Regions from separate parts of the Mus musculus genome. Here region 2 is linked to region 1. A link is a contact called in public HiCAR-type data. All regions are on one chromosome and are shown on one strand. The core of a region is the stretch at or near the end of the contact, and the rest is flanking DNA. Distances in the headings are between cores, read along the strand shown.

Region 1 (4,845 bases), core at 2,008-4,507:
TCTTAACGATAACACTCCTGGAATAGGATTAAGTCCAGTAACCCTTACTAAATTTAGTTTTAAAAAAATCTACATAATGTTTTGCACATTAGGTCAATATCTAACATTGCTAGGAGACTAGGAGGGCCTATATTCCTGTTCCTGACTGCTAGTCCCTTTCATTCACACTTGTGGGGATGTGGGCAGTAAAGGGCTTGATCTTTCAAAACCACAATATGACCTCCTCTTCCCCAGGTATGCTGGAAATTTCAACCAATAAGATAAAACTTTAATAAAAATCAATTACAACACCACTTACATAGAGAAGTTACATCCTATCAACACCATCAATGCAAATTAAAAGAAGAGTGTAGTTTGGCGTCCTAATTTTAAAGAAGACCTGAGTGTTTTAGGGTTTGCTTGTTTGGGATTTGTTTTGTTTTGTTTTTGTAGTAGGAATTATAGTCAAGGCCTTGTTCATGCTAAGCAATTGATTACCACTAAGCTATATCCACAGCCCATAAACAATACTTTCTTGCTAGGGAATTTTAAGTTAATCTGCACTTAAACAGACTTGGATTTTGTTTTAAATTTGGTTTTTGGAGGTTTTTTAGATAAAGTCTCACTCTGTTACCTAGTCTGGCCTAGAACTCACTATGTAGCCCAGACTGTGATTGAACTCAAAGAAACCCTCTTACCTTGGGCTGCCAAGTGCTGGAATTACAGACAGGAGTCACCATGCCCAGCAGAGTTTTGCTTTTAAAGTCTCTGGATCCTCTCTTGTCAACAAAGTTTCATATACCACAGTCTTTTCCTGTCTTCATCTCAAAAAATATGAGATTCAAGATATCAAATCATTTCATTTTATCGTGTTCTAGAACATTTCACAGAGATCCAAAAGAAACGTGCTTCTCTTATAATGTGGTAATGTTTTTAAAAAAATATTTGATTCAATCAAATATAATTTATAGAGATACATAAAATTCTAATAAGTCAAAATTTCTTGTGAGGAAACACAACTTCTAGTAGATTGCTTACAGGATGTCTTCAAGCCAGTAACAATGAACGCTATTCCTAAGGGGGCTACATGCTTTATGGTGTGGAAGAGCAAAACGCACACCGTGGCTCTATGAGCAGGGCTAAGTCACCTTACCTTATAAAAGCAGGGAGGGGCTCTGATTTTGCAGGCTTTTAAACTGGAGCTGAATTCTCTCCTTGCTATTCCTCATCACGAGGCTGGGCCTCCTGGAAAATAACAAGGTAAGGTCACTGGACTGGCAACCTTCACTCAGAGGCAAAACTATACCAATCATAGACATCAATGTACTAACTTTAAAAAGGTTTAACACAATAGCCTCACTCAAGAGGCCCCTGACCAGTTCTAGACCCACCAAATGTGAACTGTGCCACAGAGCATCCCTAAGAAAATGTTAAGAATCGCTTCTCGGCCTTTTGGCTAAGATCAAGTGAAGGAAATGTTAAGAACATTTTCTCCAAGCTCAGAGCAAAAGCCCCTTTGCTTTTCTAATCCCATAATGGCTATAATACCAATCTATCTAAAATGATACTTCCAGACTGGGAAAATTATACCCTCAAAATTCTCAAAAACATTTTTACAGTTTACAAAGAACGCCCATAGACTTGACCTCATGTAATCCCTGAAGCTAGCCTATGAAGAACATTCTCTCCCGGAGAAAGAAACTGAAGCACAGATATCTAATTTACCCAGGATCCCATAGCATCAGGACCGAATGAACTCTGACCCCATGGTTTACACGTTTCTATTACACGACTTTTCTTACATATCAACCTGTATTCTGCATATATCATGTTCATTTTTTGAAAGAATAAGTGGGGTCCAAAACTGGATAAAACTTTTTGGACTATAGCTTCATAAATTAAAATATTGAAAAGTTTGATCTTTGGGTGTCAGGTGGGGTACACCTACATAGAAACTTTGTCAAAGAATATATAAATGTAGAAGTAAAAAGCATTATCATAAATCTAAATAATAATATATAATAAAATCAGGAAAGAGTTCTCCTGCCTGGAAATGTCAGACTCTGAGATTTAAGTATAAATTATAAGATGTAGTCAAGAGGTGCATGGCACATGGCGCTGGGGTCACTGCATTCCAAGAAACCGTTGCAAGGAAAATCATTAGAAAAGGTGTAATTTTACTCTGGCCAGTAGGTTGCATCCAAAAACAAGTTGAGACCTTGCAGCTGGACGGCAGCAGTTTATTTGCTACCATGCATGGCGAACACCCATGAACTGGGGGTTGTAAGGTGAACAGTCTCTGCATTGGAAAGCCGCAATTAAAAGACCAATATTGCTTACACAAGGACTATCTAGAAAGCACATAGACGCTGTACTCTTGGCTTGAGGATTCTGAAGACCCCTGGGAACTCCACTTCACTGCAAACAAAGGACCCACCATGCATTAGGTCTTCCCCTGCAAAATGGGACAAGTCACTACCAGCAAACAAAGAACACCTCACCCCTTAGCCTCCCCCACTGACAAGGTCGGTGCAAAAGGAGGCAAACCAGAAGAGTCAAAAATGCACCAAGGCCTCCCTTTAGAGGAACGGTCCTGACCCGCACAGTGGGAGGAGGGGCAGACAAAGGTCTCGGGCACTCCGGAGACTTCCTCCGGGCCCAGCCTGGGGAAAACCGAGCATCCCCTGAGGCGAAGGCGTCGTCGAGCCAATGAAGCCGCCTCTCTCGGCCTCCGCTGAGCCCCTGGCAGTGAGGCCCGCCCCGGCGGACCGGTCTGGCCCCCGCCCCGCCCCGGCTCCATGGCAACGGCAGGCCGAGGCCTGGCTGCCCACGGCTCGGCCCGGCCGGCTTCCCGGGCAGGCCTAGGATGCCCGGCCTGCTCCTCGGGCTCGCCAGCTCCTCCTTCCCACTCTCTGCCAGGCCGCTAGCCGGACTCGGGACCCCTCCTCGCGCCGACCACCCCCGACCGTGTCAGGCTGCTTCAAGGGGCGCGAAAGGGTAGAATAAAAAGCCCAATTCACCTGTTGTTACAGATGTGAAACAAGCCTCGGTGCACGGCGCATGAGCCGCGGGCCCCCCCAACTACGGCCGGACTACAACTCCCACCAGCGACGGCGCGGTCTCTTCCGGGTCCCGAGGCGGAAGTCCCACCTGCGGCCCCGGCTCTGTTCGGCCTGGCTCTCTGTGCGGGCTGCCGCTGCCTTGGGGCTCGCGATGGGTTCGGCTGCCTAGGTTGTCTCTAGTGTTCCTCAGCCCACAGCGCGAGACAGTCAGTCTGCGCCTGCACCCGGGCACTGGCTGGAGGGAGCGCGGCTGTAGCCCCAGACACAGGCGGGACTTCCGGCGGAGCGGCCGGGGACGCGCGTGGCCTGTGCCGTGGGAGCCGGCGAGAGCCGGCGGGAGCTGGGGACGGGTGACCATCTCAGGCTCATCTCTCCATCCCCAGCCGCAGCTCTGTGTCCGTCGCGCCTTTTCTCTCCTGCGTCTCCCCTTGGTCTTCTGCACTTTTAGGGAGGTGAGCGATTTTGCCTCACAGAGACATAAACCAGGCAAAGGACAGGGTAGCGCTTGCTGCTGGCTTCGGGGGGTTGTGGTGAGGGACGACTGCGAGTCTAGGCCACATCGACACTCAGGAGCGAGGGGAGGGGGTTTGCCTGTTTGTCCTCTGAACAGAGTGAAGCATGGGTTCAATGAAATCCGCCGTCGATAAAGGAAACTCAGTGGCGTTGGGCAGTAGTTCACAGCTGGGAAGACAATATTTGAGGATGTGCCCTTTCGTGATATTTGGAGAACTAATACAATAGCTCGTAATTTAAAACAGACGAAGAAAATTCTATGTGCATGTGTGTGGTACCAAGTGACATGGCATCAGATCCTTGGAAGCTGGAGTTACAGGCTGTTGTCGGCCAGCTGTTATCTTAGGTTTTTTATTGCTGAGGTAAAAATACCACTTCTCACCTTATAGGTGACAACCTGCCACTGAGTAATGTCATATCAGGAATGGAAACAAAAGACATGGAGGAACCCTTGCTTACTGCCTCATGGCTGATACAACAGCCCCAGAATTTACTATCTCCCCAGGGGAGGCACCCTCCCAAAACCTCCACCCTGCCTAAAAGCCAGATTGGTGGGGGCAGTTTCTCAATTGTGGTTCTCTCTACCCAAATGACTATAGCTTGTGTCAAATCAACCAAAACACACACAACAACAAAACTACTAATCAGGCAAGTGTTCATAACCACTGAACCATATCTCCAGTCCGTTTTCCTATGCTATTTTTTGTGCAGCCATTTAAATGTATTGTTAGCTGTGTGCCACAGCACAGGTGACTTCAGCTGGTCCGAAGCTGGAGCAAGACAACTGGGAATTAGAAGCCAACCAGGATTGCATAGCAAGAAATGCTTCTAAACCTAGCATTCTGGAGACAGAGACATGCAGATCTCTGATCTGAAGAGTTCCAGGCCAGTCAGCGCAACATAGACCCTGTTTCAAATGAAGACGGAAAGAAAAGGAAGGAAGGAAAGTATACTAGTTGCTATTTTCCTGCTAGATTGCACAGAAGGCTAGGAGAAATGAAGGAGGTGAAACAAAGAATTGCTTCTTGAAAACAAAACATAGAAATCCCTGCAGTGCCCAACATGTTTGGTACATACTTGGAATCCCTATAGAAACAGGATCTTCAAGGCAAGCTTCATATAGACCAGTTTGAGTTATCCAAGACTGGATCTCGAACAGGCAAACAAATCCTTGTGCTGGTAATTTGAGAGACTGCTATTTATAGGCAGGTATGTAGACAATATGACCCTAGCCTCAGGAAGCCTAGTATCCTAGTAGAAAAGAGGAAAAGGGGGAGCCAAAGGAAAGAGA
Region 2 (4,522 bases), core at 741-3,240, 2.1 Mb before region 1:
GTTCCTGGTTCCTGGATTACTGAAAGCCTCTTTCTGATGCTGAGCCCCTGGCTTTGTATCTGTTTCCTCTGAGTCTCTATTGCTTAGCTCTTCCTGTGTGAATCTAAGTTGTTGCACATAGCCAGGGGTTTTGTGACAGCCTGGAGAACAGATTTTACTGTGTGCAGTGCTGACACCATGCTCAACCTGGCGTCATGTTTATCTCCAAGAGATCCTATTGTCTGAATAGAGGGTATGCTTAACCGTATTAGCTTCAAGTTCTCTCTCTCTCTCTCTCTCTCTCTCTCTCTCTCTCTCTCTCGTTTTGCAAGGCAGGATTTCTCTGTGTAGCCCTGACTGTCCTAGAACCTGCTCTGTAGACCAGGCTGGCCTCAAACTCAGAGATCTACCTGCCTCTGCCTCCCAAGTGCTGTGCCTAAAGGCGTGAGCCACCATGGCCCAGCTATTTTCAAGTTATCTCAGTCGTTCCTCTCCTGTCAGCTCTGTGGGCCTAAACCCTATCAGAAAATTGGATAATCTCCATTTTGGAGCAGTTATGGCACCCTAAGTCCAGGAAGAATATGAATGCCCTCTGTGAGGGGAAAAATGACCTGGGCTTTATTATTTTAGAGTCAGGGTCTCATGATGTAGCCCTGGCTGGCCTAGAACACACTATGTAGACCAGGCTATCCTCAAAGTCAAGAGATTGGCTTGCTTCTGCCCCTCAAGAGATTGAAGGTGTATACTGCCATGCTCTGCCTAAGAAAAACTCTAAAAATTAGTTTTATATGTATGTGTGTCTGTATGAATATATGCCACATGTGTGCTGGTGCCCATGAAGAGGGTGTTAGACCCCCCATAAAGCTTTGAGCTGGGTGATGTGGGTGCTAGGAACAGAACCCAGGTTCTCTGTGAGAACAGCAAGTACTCTTAACCACTGAACCATCTCTCTTAATGGGGTGTCTATCAAAAGAAGAGTGTTAGAGACTTCAGTTTCAGCAGCCTGAGCGGCTATAAGTGTTTTTTCCTGAGTACTTGGCTTACTCTAAGAGCTTATTAAGTCTGTTTCTTGTTCATCTTCATTTTATAGACAGAGCAACTAAAGAGAAGCTAAAGCTCAAAGTTCTCAGAGTTAGGGCGTTTTGGTGTGGGACCAGGTGCTGTGATGTATCCTAACCTTGAAGCCAAAAGCCCCGGGTTAGGTGTCTACTTATGGAGAACAAGGGATGGTCATTTTCGGACTCATAGTTTGCCTTGGAGATAGATCATGATAGCCAAGGGCAAAAAGACACTGTGTCACAGGAACTTAACGGTGCTCTGAGGCAAATAAGAGCGATCACTATGTGCTGAGACTTGAGCTGGTTGCAGATTGAATTCTTATGCAAAATAAGCCGGGGAAAGGGGAAGCCGAAATCGAAGAGGTAGCACAGACGGCTGTGCCTCGGGACTGGTGAGAGACAACGCTGGGAGACGCTTAGAAAACACTAACTCCGGAGCTAGAAGAGTAGAAGGACCCATCGCCACCACTTCCTAAGACTGTGTGACCTTGGCTCAGGCTCTTTTCTGCGCCTCAGTTTCCTCACCAGTTAACTAGGGACGATCCCAAGCACAGAGGCAGGGGACAAAGCAAATACCGTACCTATGACATTCCCTAAGTGTGTGCGAGAGGATGATAAACGCTGCCAGCTCAAAACCGAAACGATTGCGCAGGTGAGAAAACGAAGGGCTCTCCAGCATCACCCCCATCGCTGCTAAAAGCTCCACTGCTAGCAAACCTGAGAATGGCGCGCATGCGTCAATTCCTGCCGTCACAGTCACGTGCCCCAGGCATTCTGCACGAGAGGCACGCCCTGACTGACGGAACAGTTGACGAATCAACGCGAAGAACTCCTTCAGGCGTCCCAAGAAGAGGCTATTGATTGGAGATAACCTCAGTTAGGGGCGGGTTCTTTGCTGTCCTTGGTTACTATGACGCCCGGCCCCCGCCCCCTCGGCTGGCCGCCATCTTGTTGTTGATCCGTACCCAGTGGGCAGCGCCAGGAGCTGGACCGAGCGGCCGGTGAGGGGCCGCTGCTGCGGGGCTCAGCCACCAGCGCCGCCTGCCAGGGGGGCGGGCCGAGACCTGGAGGCCCGGGGGGCCCAGCTCCCGTGGGGAGCCTTGGGCGCCCGCTGCCCGAGTCGGGCCGGTGAGTGACAGGAGTCGGGCCAAAAGACCCGCCCGACACCCACGGCGAGGGTGGCGGCGGGCGCGGGGTTGTTGCTGGCGCGCGTAGGTAGGGTCGGGACTTGGGGCGAGCATCACTGGAACATCATTCCAGCATCCTGGTTGGCCTTCCGCCGAGCCTCCCAGATGTTGACACGGAGGCTGGGTGGGCAGCCCGGGTGGAGGTCGGAGAGCCCTGAGCCCTGGGACCGGCCGGCGGGGTACCGGGAAACCTGCCTTTCAGACCGAATCCCTGGGTGCCTGAGAGCCGGCGTGCTGAGACGTGGTTGCTGCCAGCTCGTTCTCCCGGCCGTAACGTTCCTCCAAATCAGCGATAAACGTTACGTCGCTCTTAAGATTTCATACTCCTGCGAGTAAATTTTCAGGCCGCTTGAGACTAAGATGAGACGAAACAGGCCTAAAATGCCTTCTGAGCCAAGGAGGGTGGTATCGGGGCCCTGTGCTTTTGGTAGGGCTATGATCCTCTGCCTGGCATCACCGAGATCCCTCGGCGTCTTCCGTGCTCTTCAGGGCTCACTGTTTACTGCTTCTTGAAGAACCTAGCTAAATGTCCACAGTGGCAGAGTTTTATTTGGGGTATAAGTTGTTTGGTGCTCGACTTGGAGTATGTGGTTTAGGAGGATAAGGATGATGATGATTTGATTAATTTTGTCTCTTAAAGAGACAGTCCGTTAGGAGACGTAGGAGTGTTGGGACTATTAAAAACAAAAACTGAACTAGGGTATGGGAGCTCATGCACTAGGCTGAAGGAGGAGGATTGCCATGGGTTGCGGGCGGGCCAGGCAGAGCTACCTAGCAAGACCCTGTCTGCAGACAAAAGCAGAGCTGAAAGCTGTTGATGCTTGATGAAAACAGCGAGTCAAGCTTAGAGTCAAGATGGAGGCGGGGCTGGCAATCCCCAAAAGAGTATGCAGCTCTAGAAAGGGTCCTGGCTGCTGTAAATCACATTTTTACCCAGGGTCCCTTAGGTTCGCCACACAGGTGTCTTGTATGTTGTCGTCATATGAAACCCACAAAAGACGATTAAGGAGGCCAAGCAGGAGGTGTGCTCGTAATGTCTGTTAGGATCATGCCTCCTCTGAACGTTTAATTTTGGGAGAAACCAGCACCCTGGGCTGGAGATGATACCTTTGGGAGACTGGGCTGAATGCAGCCGGCCGAGGCAGCAAGTTGTGAGGAGAGGGGACTTGAGTAGTATTTATGCATTTCATTGCCCTTTCATCTTTTGAATGACTAATAAAATTTTAGCCTTGGTGAAATAAGTTTCTTGGATAGTTATTAAGGGAGAGAGATGCTAAAGTCTGAATTGCCCCACGACCAGCTCCTAATGCTTCTTTGGGGGGGCTGGGGGGATTAAATGATCCACAGGGTTACTTACATTTTTGCTCTTTTCTGCTAAAATAGCAAACTCTAATCCTCTTACTTCATTTTGGGTATTGGATTTCTTAGTGATATAGAAGGAGACTATTAATCAAGTTGGCAGCATTGACTAATGTGTACAGTCTTAGGGAGTTCAAGTGCCCATTAAAGTTTCTCCTTGGTCTAAGCCTATCTTAGGACTGCTGTCCCAAGAAAATAAAAATACAGGAGAACTTTTCACTCTTATAATGCTTTTATTAGCTCATGAATATGAATACAGCATCATGCTAGATTCAACGGTTATCCAAAGACAATAGCATCATTTCTGTGATGGGTATTTTAAGTACTGCATCTTGAAGACCATTACTATAGTAGTGGGTCCTGTCTCTGTCTTTGCATAATTCATTTGTAAACTTGAGCACTTATTCAGCACTCTAGGTTATTTTGGATGGTTCTCCTTGTGTATCATAGGCTGTTCTGGAAACTCAAGAGTCACTGTCATCCTTACTTTAGGTGTACACTTAGCAGGCTGCCTGGCCCAGCTCCCCCTCCCTCCCTCCCTCCCTCCTCCCTTTCCCTTTCCTCTGTCAGCCTCCCCACTCCTGGCCCCTTCTTTCTCTGTTTTTCAGACAGTGTCTTTCCATATCTCTGACTGACCTGGAACTCACTCTGTAGACCAGGCTGGCCTTGAAATCACAGAGATCTACCTGCCTCTGCCTCCCAAGTGCTGGGATTAAAGGCGCGGGCTGATTTAGCACTTTTAAACTATTAACAGCTAGAGATCAGAGATGGTGGTTATTCTACACTGATCAGAAGTCTACACAGGTACAGGCTGCAGAGACAAGCAGATCTCTGAGTTTGAGGCCACCATAGTCTACAAATTGAATTCTATGACACCAGGGCTACACAGAGAAACCCTGTCTCAAGAAAAAGGAAAAGAAGAGAAAGAAACAGGATTAT

Evidence for each region. HiCAR-type assays count read pairs that join an accessible place to other places.
Region 2: a HiCAR-type map of astrocytes shows a contact between it and region 1, with 2.7 times the contacts expected there. The contact joins the promoter of Ip6k1 here to the promoter of Dhx30 in region 1. A contact is called at or near these places in 3 of 39 promoter capture datasets (liver and maxillary cranial neural crest) and 1 of 115 datasets of contacts at active chromatin or transcription factors (astrocytes).

The regions. Positions count from the first base shown.
Region 1 is chr9:110,114,359-110,119,203 of GRCm38.p6, forward strand. Dhx30 (DEAH (Asp-Glu-Ala-His) box polypeptide 30) reads right to left here and starts at 3,258. Exons shown (of 23, transcript NM_001252682.1): 1 at 3,000-3,258; 2 at 1,133-1,224; 3 at 678-803. It also overlaps Gm10615.
Region 2 is chr9:108,000,658-108,005,179 of GRCm38.p6, forward strand. It overlaps Ip6k1 (inositol hexaphosphate kinase 1), which reads left to right and starts at 1,991. Exons shown (of 6, transcript NM_013785.2): 1 at 1,991-2,165. It overlaps 4930535L15Rik (RIKEN cDNA 4930535L15 gene), which reads right to left and starts at 1,762. Exons shown (of 4, transcript NR_166685.1): 1 at 1,619-1,762.